2 separate regions of the Mus musculus genome follow, and region 2 is linked to region 1. The links are chromatin contacts, called in public HiChIP or PLAC-seq maps. All regions are on one chromosome and are shown on one strand. The core of a region is the stretch at or near the end of the contact, and the rest is flanking DNA. Distances in the headings are between cores, read along the strand shown.

What was found. HiChIP or PLAC-seq counts read pairs in DNA pulled down with a chosen protein or histone mark.
Region 2: a contact with region 1 is called in an H3K4me3 HiChIP or PLAC-seq map of the SCID.adh cell line, with 12 read pairs. The contact joins the enhancer-like site here to the promoter of Kctd3 in region 1. A contact is called at or near these places in 19 of 39 promoter capture datasets (the 3T3-L1 cell line, 3T3-L1-derived adipocytes, the C10 cell line and 13 more), 1 of 15 datasets of contacts at CTCF or cohesin (the NIH/3T3 cell line), 10 of 484 Hi-C or Micro-C datasets (B cells, CD4 T cells, CD8 T cells and 6 more), 30 of 115 datasets of contacts at active chromatin or transcription factors (the NIH/3T3 cell line, the SCID.adh cell line, T-cell acute lymphoblastic leukemia and 22 more) and 3 of 9 other capture datasets (adipose tissue, embryonic stem cells and liver).

Annotation. Positions count from the first base shown.
Region 1 is chr1:189,005,875-189,010,584 of GRCm38.p6, reverse strand. It overlaps Kctd3 (potassium channel tetramerisation domain containing 3), which reads left to right and starts at 2,745. Exons shown (of 18, transcript NM_172650.2): 1 at 2,745-3,055. The coding sequence starts at 2,973.
Region 2 is chr1:189,647,170-189,651,879 of GRCm38.p6, reverse strand. Cenpf (centromere protein F) reads left to right here. Exons shown (of 18, transcript NM_001081363.2): 14 at 580-732; 15 at 1,159-1,318; 16 at 2,793-3,269. Among named protein-coding and RNA genes, the nearest start is that of Gm30088, 30 kb to the right of the region's middle. Within about 2 kb of position 2,874, at least 2 of the 459 cell types and tissues checked have an H3K27ac peak or open chromatin away from gene starts, as enhancers often do. A contact at or near this core is called in the SCID.adh cell line, where this site is marked.

The DNA of each region.
Region 1 (4,710 bases), core at 1,496-3,995:
CCGAGTAATGAAAGCTATCTCTCCATATGGATATTCCTTCCTATATTTCTTCAATTGAAGGCACTGTCCAGGCTGGTTTTATGTCAACTTGACACTAGTTACAGTGATCTGAGAGGAGGAACTCTCAACTGAAAAAACAAAACAAAACAAAACCAAACATGTCTCTATAAGGTCAGGCTTTAAGTAGTCCTACAGAGCATTTTCTTAATTAGTGATTGATGGGGTGAGGGGCAGCCCATTGTGGGTGGTACCACCCCTGGGCTGGTGGTCCTGAGTTCTGTGAGAAAGCAGGATGAGCAAGCCAGGAAGCAGAACTCCTCTGTGGCCTCTGCGTCAGCTCCTGCCTCCAGGTTCCTGTCCTGATTTCCTTCAGTGGTGAACTGTGCTATGGAAGTGTAACCCAAACAAGCCCTTTCCTCCCCAACTTGCTTTTGGTCATTGTGTTTCATCACAGCAAGAGAAACACAGACTACAAGAGGCAGCTTTCTTTTCCACGGGCTTTCTACCATGGGAAGGTGGATAAGCTACACACACACACACACACACACACACACACACACACACACATAAACACACATACACATATACACACACATACACACACACAAACACACATACACACACATACACACACACACACACACACACACACACATACACACACACACAAACACACATACACATATACACACACATATAAACACACAAACACACACACACACAAACACACACACACAAACACACACACATACACACACATACACACACACATATATACACACACACATATACACACACACAAACACACACACATATACACACACATACACACACACACACACTCGTATTCCTAGTAGCTTAGCCTGCCCTTCCATATCCACTCTAGAGCACTGTCCCTCTTCAGAAGCACAGCATTTATTTGGCTCGTTGTGAATTTCACACCTGGACACAGTGAAATCTGATCAGACCCATTCTCCCTTTTCTCTAGCCTGTGATGTAATTTTGACTAAGTTTTGGGGGTGATTATCACCCTCAACCTTCTATTTTTTGAAGAGAGTGGTAGAGTGTTCTTCATGGGTAAAGTTCTGGGTTCAATCCCCAGTACCTATCTCCAGTAAAGCATTAAAAAGCTCACAATGAACCAGAGTTGAGCTGTTTTCCATCTTATTACCATTAGCTAGGGGAAATAATCTCTCCCTCCCTCTCTCTCTCAAGATTTATTTATTTATTTTATGTATATGAGTACACTGTAGCTGTATAAATACTTGTGAGCCTTCATGTGGTTGCTGGGGATTAGATTTTTTAGGACCTCTGCTCGCTCCTGTCAGCCTAAAGATTTATTTATTATTATACCTAAGTACACTGCTGCAGTCTTCAGACCTGCCAGAAGAGGGTGTCAGATCTCATTATGGGTGGTTGTGAGCCACCATGTGATTACTGGGATTTGAACTCAGGACCTTCGTAAGAGTAGTCAGTGCTCTTACCCACTGAGCCATCTCACCAGCCCCAGAAATAATCTCTCTGTCTGTCTCTGTCTCTCTCTCCCCTCCTTCCCTCTCTTACCCTCACACTCTCCCTCTCTCCCTCCCTCCCTCCCTCCCACCTTCTTTTCCTCCCCTTTCTCTTTTTGAGACAGGGTCTCTGTATCTCAGGCTGACCTCAAATTCTATGTAGTTGAGGAGGCCTCTAGTCCCTTCCTTATTCTTTTTCCTTGGTTCCCCCTACCCCCACAGTGCTGAGGTTACAGGATAGCACATCTGGTGTGGCTGTCCTTTATAAAAATCAATTCTGGAGCCAGGCGGAGGCAGAGGTAGGCAGATTTCTGAGTTCGAGGCCAGCCTGGTCTACAAAGTGAGTTCCAGGACAGCCAGGGCTATACAGAGAAACCCTGTCTCAAAAAAAAAAAAAAAAAAAAAAATCATCAATTCTGGAGAAAGTGTATCATCTCAGTGGCATATTTGGCAGCAAAATTAAGCAATGTTTAATGAGGATAAGATGTTTTCTATCCTCTTATAGTTCATCAGTTTTAAATTTTATGAGAAAACTATTAGACATTTAATGCTTACAGTTTAGCTTGTTGAATTAGATATCTTTGAAATATAGTGTGCTGTCTCCATTAGCTGACCTACATCCCATTGCCATAGTACTCTTTAAAAGTATGATTTAGAGGTTGGACATTTAGGTCAGTGATGCCTAGCAAGCACAAGGCCTCATCATATTCCATCCCCAGGAGGACACACTCACACACACACACACACACACACACACACACACACACACACACACGAAATCGCTAAGGTTTGGTGCTCCAATGCATAATGCTGAGAGAGAGAGAAACAAAAATCAATCAGTAAAGAAAATAAAAGTGCGTGTATGTACAATCTAGAAACATGTTGCTGGATACCGCTCACTCCAGCAGGGTTTTTGCTTTCTCCTGCCCTGAGGAGTGGTGGCATGGAAACTATGCAGTTTGCAGGTAATGCGCTGTATGGTGTTCAATATCTTTTCATCGAGTGTACTTAGATCAGTCTGAATAACTGCGAAAGTTTCTTTTTTACCTAAATCTTGTGCTGGTGAAGAGGCAAGGGGCAAATCTTTCCTAGGCCATCGGTGGCAGAAGACCCTTCGTCCAGCCCCGCCCATCGCCAGGAGCTCCTCCCTCTCACCAGCCCCGCCCACTCCTTCTTCGTAAGCGTGAAGCGCCGGCGCTACAGCTTTTTGTCCCTCGCGGCGACCCGTCCTCCAGATGGTTGTGGCGGCCGCCATGGAGGCGAGTGGGCTCTGAGGAGAGGCCGGGCTGGGCCGGCGGCCTCCAGCCACGAGCGGCGGAGGCCACGAACACGTAGTGGGGGAGGCTGGAGCGAGCCGGGCCGCTGCGGGAGGCTCGGCGTTCCGAGTGTGCTCCGGCCGCCGAGCCGCCGCTCCTGGCTCCGGCTCCGGCTCCGGCCCTGGCTCCGGCTCCCGCCGCAGACATGGCGGGCGGGCATTGCGGCAGCTTCGCCGCGTCGGCGGCCAGCAGCGGGGAGATCGTGCAGCTGAATGTGGGGGGGACCAGGTGAGCCCGCGACCGCGCGGGAACAGTGGGTGGGACGCCCGCTGCTGTAGGAGTGGCATGTGCCAGCCTAGGTGGGATAGGTGTTACAGCCGGGGCGGCGTCTGCACGGCCAGGTGGGGTACCCTCGGCAGGGCAGGGTGGCATCTACCTGGTCAGGTCGGGTACCCACTGCAGGGCAGGGCGGCGTCTACCTGGTCAGGTCGGGTACCCTCCGCAGGGCAGGGTGGCATCTACCTGGTCAGGTCGGGTACCCACTGCAGGGTAGGGCGGCGTCTGCACGGCCAGGTGGGGGACCCGGAGACAGGTAGGTACAATTTTGCATGATCCAAGCAGCCCTATGCACTCTTCAGAGTCTGGTTCCAGGTCGAGTGTATAGACTGTTAAAACTCAGTCTTTATTCCCCCGGGTTCCTATGGTGTAAGTAAGGCCACAGGAACACAGTTGGCATGGTGGGCCTGCCTGACCAAGTGACTTGGGGCCTCTGGAGGGTTGAGGCATGCTGACACCGAGCTGTCAGCGTTGCAGCTGGTTGTCGTCTCCCGTGCTAGGGCTTGAGTTGTTGCATAGGAGCAACCGGTTGGACTGTTGAGTCTTTAGTCTCTATTAGACCTTCCACTCCCATTTTGTTGGAGTGGAAGTTTGTTGGCAAAACAAACAAACAAACCAAACAAGCAACAAAACCAAAAACCCATTTTTGTATTTGCCGTGACTTACACATGACTCTTCTCAGAAAAGGATATTGCCCCTACTAGTTGAGGGAAGCTTGGGTTTAAGGCATAGTAAGAATAGAGGGAGAGGGGGGTTCTAATGCGCAGGCTATTCTGTTGTCCTGGGAAGGCTAGTTTTCAATGTCTTAAGATTTTAAACGTGTAACACTTTTGTTATTTAAAAATACAAATTAACAGTTGTGAAACAATGGGCTCTCTGAGTGCTGGAGAACTTGGGGTGGTCTTCCTGCTTTGTCACCTTTTACCTCCAAAGCAAAGTTTTAACAGTTGGAGACCTTGCACCTCTAGTGCATTCCTTAAGTAGCAGGTCATATGCAAATGACTTCCGCTGCATTTTATACTTACTAGGTCCTGTGCAAATGACCTCATCTAGTGTAAATAGTGTGTCTTCCCTGCCCACCTACGATTACAGGAACCTATTGCAAGTGACCTGGTATGTGAAAGTGAAATAGTCCACAAAAGGCGTGGGCAGTGTTACTACAGAGAAGCAGAATGGTGCTCGTGGCAAACCTTAACCCTGGTTTCTCTGTGGATGGCTCACATATTTCCTTCCAGGCATTCAAGAGAATATAGCTTTATGACAAACAACTAAGTTATATTGTCACTTTAGAAAAGATTGGTCTGTCTTACTTGTATGTGTGAGTGCAGGTGGAGGCCAAAGAAAGGGTCCCTTAGAGCGGGGATTACAGGTGTGGTAAGTTTTGTTGAGAGCCACCTGACATGGATGCTGGGAACTGAATTCTGGTCCTTAGCAAGATCGGCAAGTGTTCTTAATCACGGAGCCATTTCTTCAGCCCTTACATTGTTGTTTATTGTGTATTGGAGATGGATGTGGCTGGCAAGATGGCTAGGCTGAAAACGGCACTTACCAACAGCAAGACTGGCCACCTGAGGCTCCTCCTTGGAAGCCACTTAAGACGAAAGGAG
Region 2 (4,710 bases), core at 1,625-4,124, 640 kb before region 1:
TGGGCTTGAAAAATTAGGCTGATCTCTGAAAGGGATTCCTTCAAATTAATGTTTTGTTCAACAGATAATTAAAAAGGAATGTCTAGAAAATGAAGTCTATCACAACTGTATTTTCTAAGATTTGTGTGTTTATAACCTTAATCCTTAGAGTGGATGGTGGGACTAGTATATCTAAGAGCTGATAAAAATCTAAGATGGTAAATAAAAACTAAGGCAATCCCTTAAAACATTCTCTAATGTTAATTTAAATTAAAACCTTTATGGTTGGTTTTAAGACTCAGGAATATTATCTTTCTTTTTTTCTTACTGCTATCTTAAATCTTTGCTGAGGAAAAAAAAAATGGAAGCACACTAGTTGGTTTTGAGTATACCAGGTGAGTTGAGGGAAGAGTGGTCAGCCAGGTTCTGTTTTCTTAAACTGTGCATGGCCGGGCAATGGTGGTTCACGCCTTTAATCCAAAAACAAAAAAAAAAAAAGAAAGAAAGAAAGAAAGAAAAGAAACTGTGTGTGCCATAACAGTGGTTAATTCACGCATAGCAGACCACCCAGAGCAAGTGCTAATGAAGATTACATTCCAGGTTAGCACAATATCTGGGAAGGAAGCAGAGCTGCAGAGGGAGCTGCGAGATATGCTACAGAAAACAACACAGCTGAGCGAAGACTACAATAAAGAGAAAAACAGGCTAACAGAAGAAGTGGAAGTGCTGCGTGAAGAACTGCAGAACACCAAAGTAAGTTTCCCGTGACAGACAGATTCCTTTGCCTCTGCTAGCTGGGTATGGCTGCTATGGTTGTCTTTGTAAGACATTCTGTGATGTGTCACAGTTGTTTCAGCTTTTGGAACCCAAGCTGATATGCTCAGGTCTGTAGTGATCTTCACCATCCGATGCTTCTGTGAGCCTAGGAGCCATGAGATATTACTTTAGGAACCATGATCCGTGTCAGGCTGAAAACAGTTTCCAAATCCACACTGGTTGTCGGGGAGACTTAGGGAACTGAGTAGAGAGGGGCCTTATTTTATACATTTATGTTATATTTTAAACATAACTGTACTACTGCTGCTTTAATATGTTTTAGTTGTCTAATATATATATATATTTCTATATACTTATAAAATGAAATCAACAATTTTAAATGAACTTACGTCTGTTTTGTAGGCAGCGCACCTGAAATCTGTGAATCAACTTGAGAAGGAACTTCAGCGTGCTCAGGGGAAAATAAAGTTGATGCTCAAATCCTGTAGACAGCTGGAAGGAGAAAAGGAGATGCTGCAGAAGGAGCTCTCCCAGCTTGAAGCTGCACAGCAGCAGAGAGCAGGTGGGTGCTAACTGGCGTGCTCTGTGTGCACGCTTAAAATCGCGTCAGTGCTCAGTTGTGCGCTAAGTTTTAGAAGTAGTTTAGTAGTTTTTAGTAGTGCTTTGTAATTTCTGAACTGTGGTCTTAACCTTGTGTAAGACTTAGCTATAGTTAAGACTGTAGGATTCAGAGTGAAGCCTACATTTCGGAATAGAATTATTACCATGGGGGAAGATAGTACTCTTTGCTAATGGATCTCCTTCAAGAGTTTGCCATTTTGGTAGTGGTTTTGTTTTGTTTGTTTGTTTGTTTTCTCTGTGTAGCCCTGGCTGTCCTGGAATTCACTCTGTAGACCAGGCTGGCCTCGAACTCAGAAATCCTGTCTCTGCCTCCCAAGTGCCGGGATTAAAGGTGTGCACCACTACTGCCCGACATTTCTCTTCTCTTCTCTTCTCTTCTCTTCTCTTCTCTTCTCTTCTCTTCTCTTCTCTTCTCTTCTCTTCTCTTCTCTGCTCTGCCCCTGCCCCTGCCCCTGCCCCTGCCCCTGCCCCTGCCCCTGCCCCTGCCCCTGCCCCTGCCCCTGCCCCTCCCCCTGCCCCTCCCCCTGCCCCCCCTCCCCCTCTCCTTTTCTTCTTCTCTTCTCTCATTGGTAATTAACCATGCTGCTTTTATCCACTCACACTCTGCTTTCTCCATGGATACCCAGTGACTAGTATGTGTGGGAGGCTTCTAGAGTGTGGCAGTGCAGTGCAGTGCAGTGCAGTGGTCTTTTCTACCAAGTAGAGTGATTGGAGTAGGTTTGAAAACTGGGAGTTTTCCTCATAAATCGCTTGCCATCCCTAGCACCAGAAGCTTACTGAGGCCCCTGCCTTGATGTGGTTCTACATTTGTACCTACTTGCCCCTGTATTCACTCAAAATGCTTTCACGGCCTTTAGCGACTTACATTTTCATAGGCTGGCACCTGTCACCAAAACCATGCAGCATAGACTTTGTGATCATTACTGAGTTAGATTGCTTATTCATTTCTGGTGGAAAGAATGGGTTGGGAAAAGAGGGCTATAGAAAGTTAGTTTGCTTGGCTCTTGTAACTGCTTCTCTAAGGGGATTTAAGTTTAGTTGGGTTCTAGTTGCACTGTTACGTGTGTTAGACTGCTTCATAGTCTTCAGACACAGCAGGATGTGCTCCTTAACGTCTGCACAGGTCCAAAGACCAGGCTTAGAGATCACCTGCTGGGTCTGGAGACACGGCTCAGCGGTTAAGAGCACTGACTGCTCTTCTAGAGGTCCTGAGTTCAATTCCCAGCAACCACATGGTGCCTTATAACTATCTGTAGTGAGATTCAGTGCCTCCTTCTGGTGTGTCTGAAGACAGCAACAGTGTACTCACATATATGAAATAAAAATAAATCTTAAAAAAAGATTACCTGCTGGGAAGTGTTCATTATTAATGGAGTAGCGGCAAGTTGTGTGACGGGATCACTTTGTTTTCACAGGTTCTCTTGTAGACAGTAACGTAGATGAAGTAATGACTGAGAACAAAGCGCTGAAAGAGACTCTGGAAGAAAAAGTCAAGGAAGCAGATAAGTACTTGGATAAGTACTGTTCCCTGCTGATAAGCCACGAGGAGCTCGAGAAAGCCAAGGAGATATTAGAAATAGAAGTTGCTCGGCTGAAGTCACGGCAGTCCAGACAGGATCTCCAGAGTTCTCCTTTGCTTAATTCTTCCATTCCAGGACCGTCTCCAAATACTTCTGTTAGTGAGATGAAGTCAGCATCTGGCCAAAATAAAGCTTCAGGCAAGAGGCAAAGGTCCAGTGGGATTTGGGAGCATGGTAAACGGGCAGCACCTTCTACAGCAGAGACATTTTCTAAGAAAAGCAGGAAGTCGGACAGTAAGAGCACTCGCCCTGCTGAGCACGAGCAGGAAACCGAGTTTGAGCCAGAAGGCCTCCCAGAAGTCGTTAAAAAAGGTATACAGAATTATTAAAAGAGAGTATACAGAATTATATACAGAATTATTATATACAGAACTATAGGGTGAGGCTGCATCTCATCGGAAGACCATGAGCTTAGAGCTTGCATATGGCCCTTTGTTCAAGTCCTTGTGAAAATATACGAAGTTTTGAGATTTCACATAAAATTGGCACAAGGAAAGATAGAAATCTTTACTTTTTAGGTTTTAAAATATTGCACAGTAGCCCACTGCCTAGAGAAACTAGTTCATTTTTAAATTGGTGACATTATAAATCACTGAGATTGGCTAACAGTACAAAAAGCTGGTAGACTTGGAAATGAGTGCTAAATGTCTGTTTAGAAATTCTGTTTTCAGTCAGCTTTTCCTTTCTTGGGACAAGTGGACTGGTTGACAATGCCCCTTCCCCCCACCCCCTCCCGAAGTAATAGTTTAGAACTTTGAAAACTACTTGATATTGTTGCAGTGTCTAAAATCACAAGTAGACTTTTTTGTTCTATTAACTCTGTCTTTTGCTTTTTTAATTCTTTCTGATATTTTGAGACAGAATCTTGCTGTGTAGCCCAGGCTAGTCTTGATCTTGAAGTATTTCTGTCTTCGCTTTTTTGTGCTAGGATTACAGACATAGACCATACCCAGCTTCAGTCATATAGTTTTGTTTATTTGTTTGTTTGTTTATAAAACCTACAGCAGTTTGGGTCTTCTGCCCTAATCCTGAAATCAAAGCTGATGTGAAGCATGGTGTTCTGAGTAACTGTGGTTCCCACGTATGTAGCTAGCTAGCACTCTCTAGTAGATTACTTATTTGTGAGCCTGTGGTTAGCTGAGTGCAGTTGTAGAGTACCTACCCTGTGTTGTCACTTTTTTGTTTTATTTTTGTTTTGTTTTGATTTGTTTTGGGTTTTTAAGAGAGTTTTTCTGTGTAAGAGCCCTGCCTGTCCTGGACTCACTTGGAGGCTGACCTCACTCAGAGATGAACCTGCCTTTACCTCCTGAGTGCTGGATTAAAGGCATGTGCTGGATTAAAGGCATGTGCCACCATACCATGTGATAGCTTTCAGGGTTTTTGTGACTAGTCTTCTCTACCCCAGTCAGGTCAGTTTCTTTCCTGGGAGGAGACAATATGAGCAGATACAAAGGCACTCTTAGCAAGTGCAGCCTGCACTACCTGATTGCACTTGAGCCTGTTTTCCTTAAGTCACTGTTGGCTTACATTGACTCTGAGACAAGAGCTGGCCTTTTCTCATCCTAGTTCATTTGTATTAAATGTCCTACCTATCTTAGGAAGTGCAAGGTGATATAACCATATAGAAGAAGCCATTTGGTTTTAAGGTATAATATGATTTCTCCTTGATCCTTTTTCTTACTGTGGTGTCTTTGAAATCTTTTATCTTTGTAATAAGGAATAACCTGTTAATTTTCCATTTCATCTGATGACT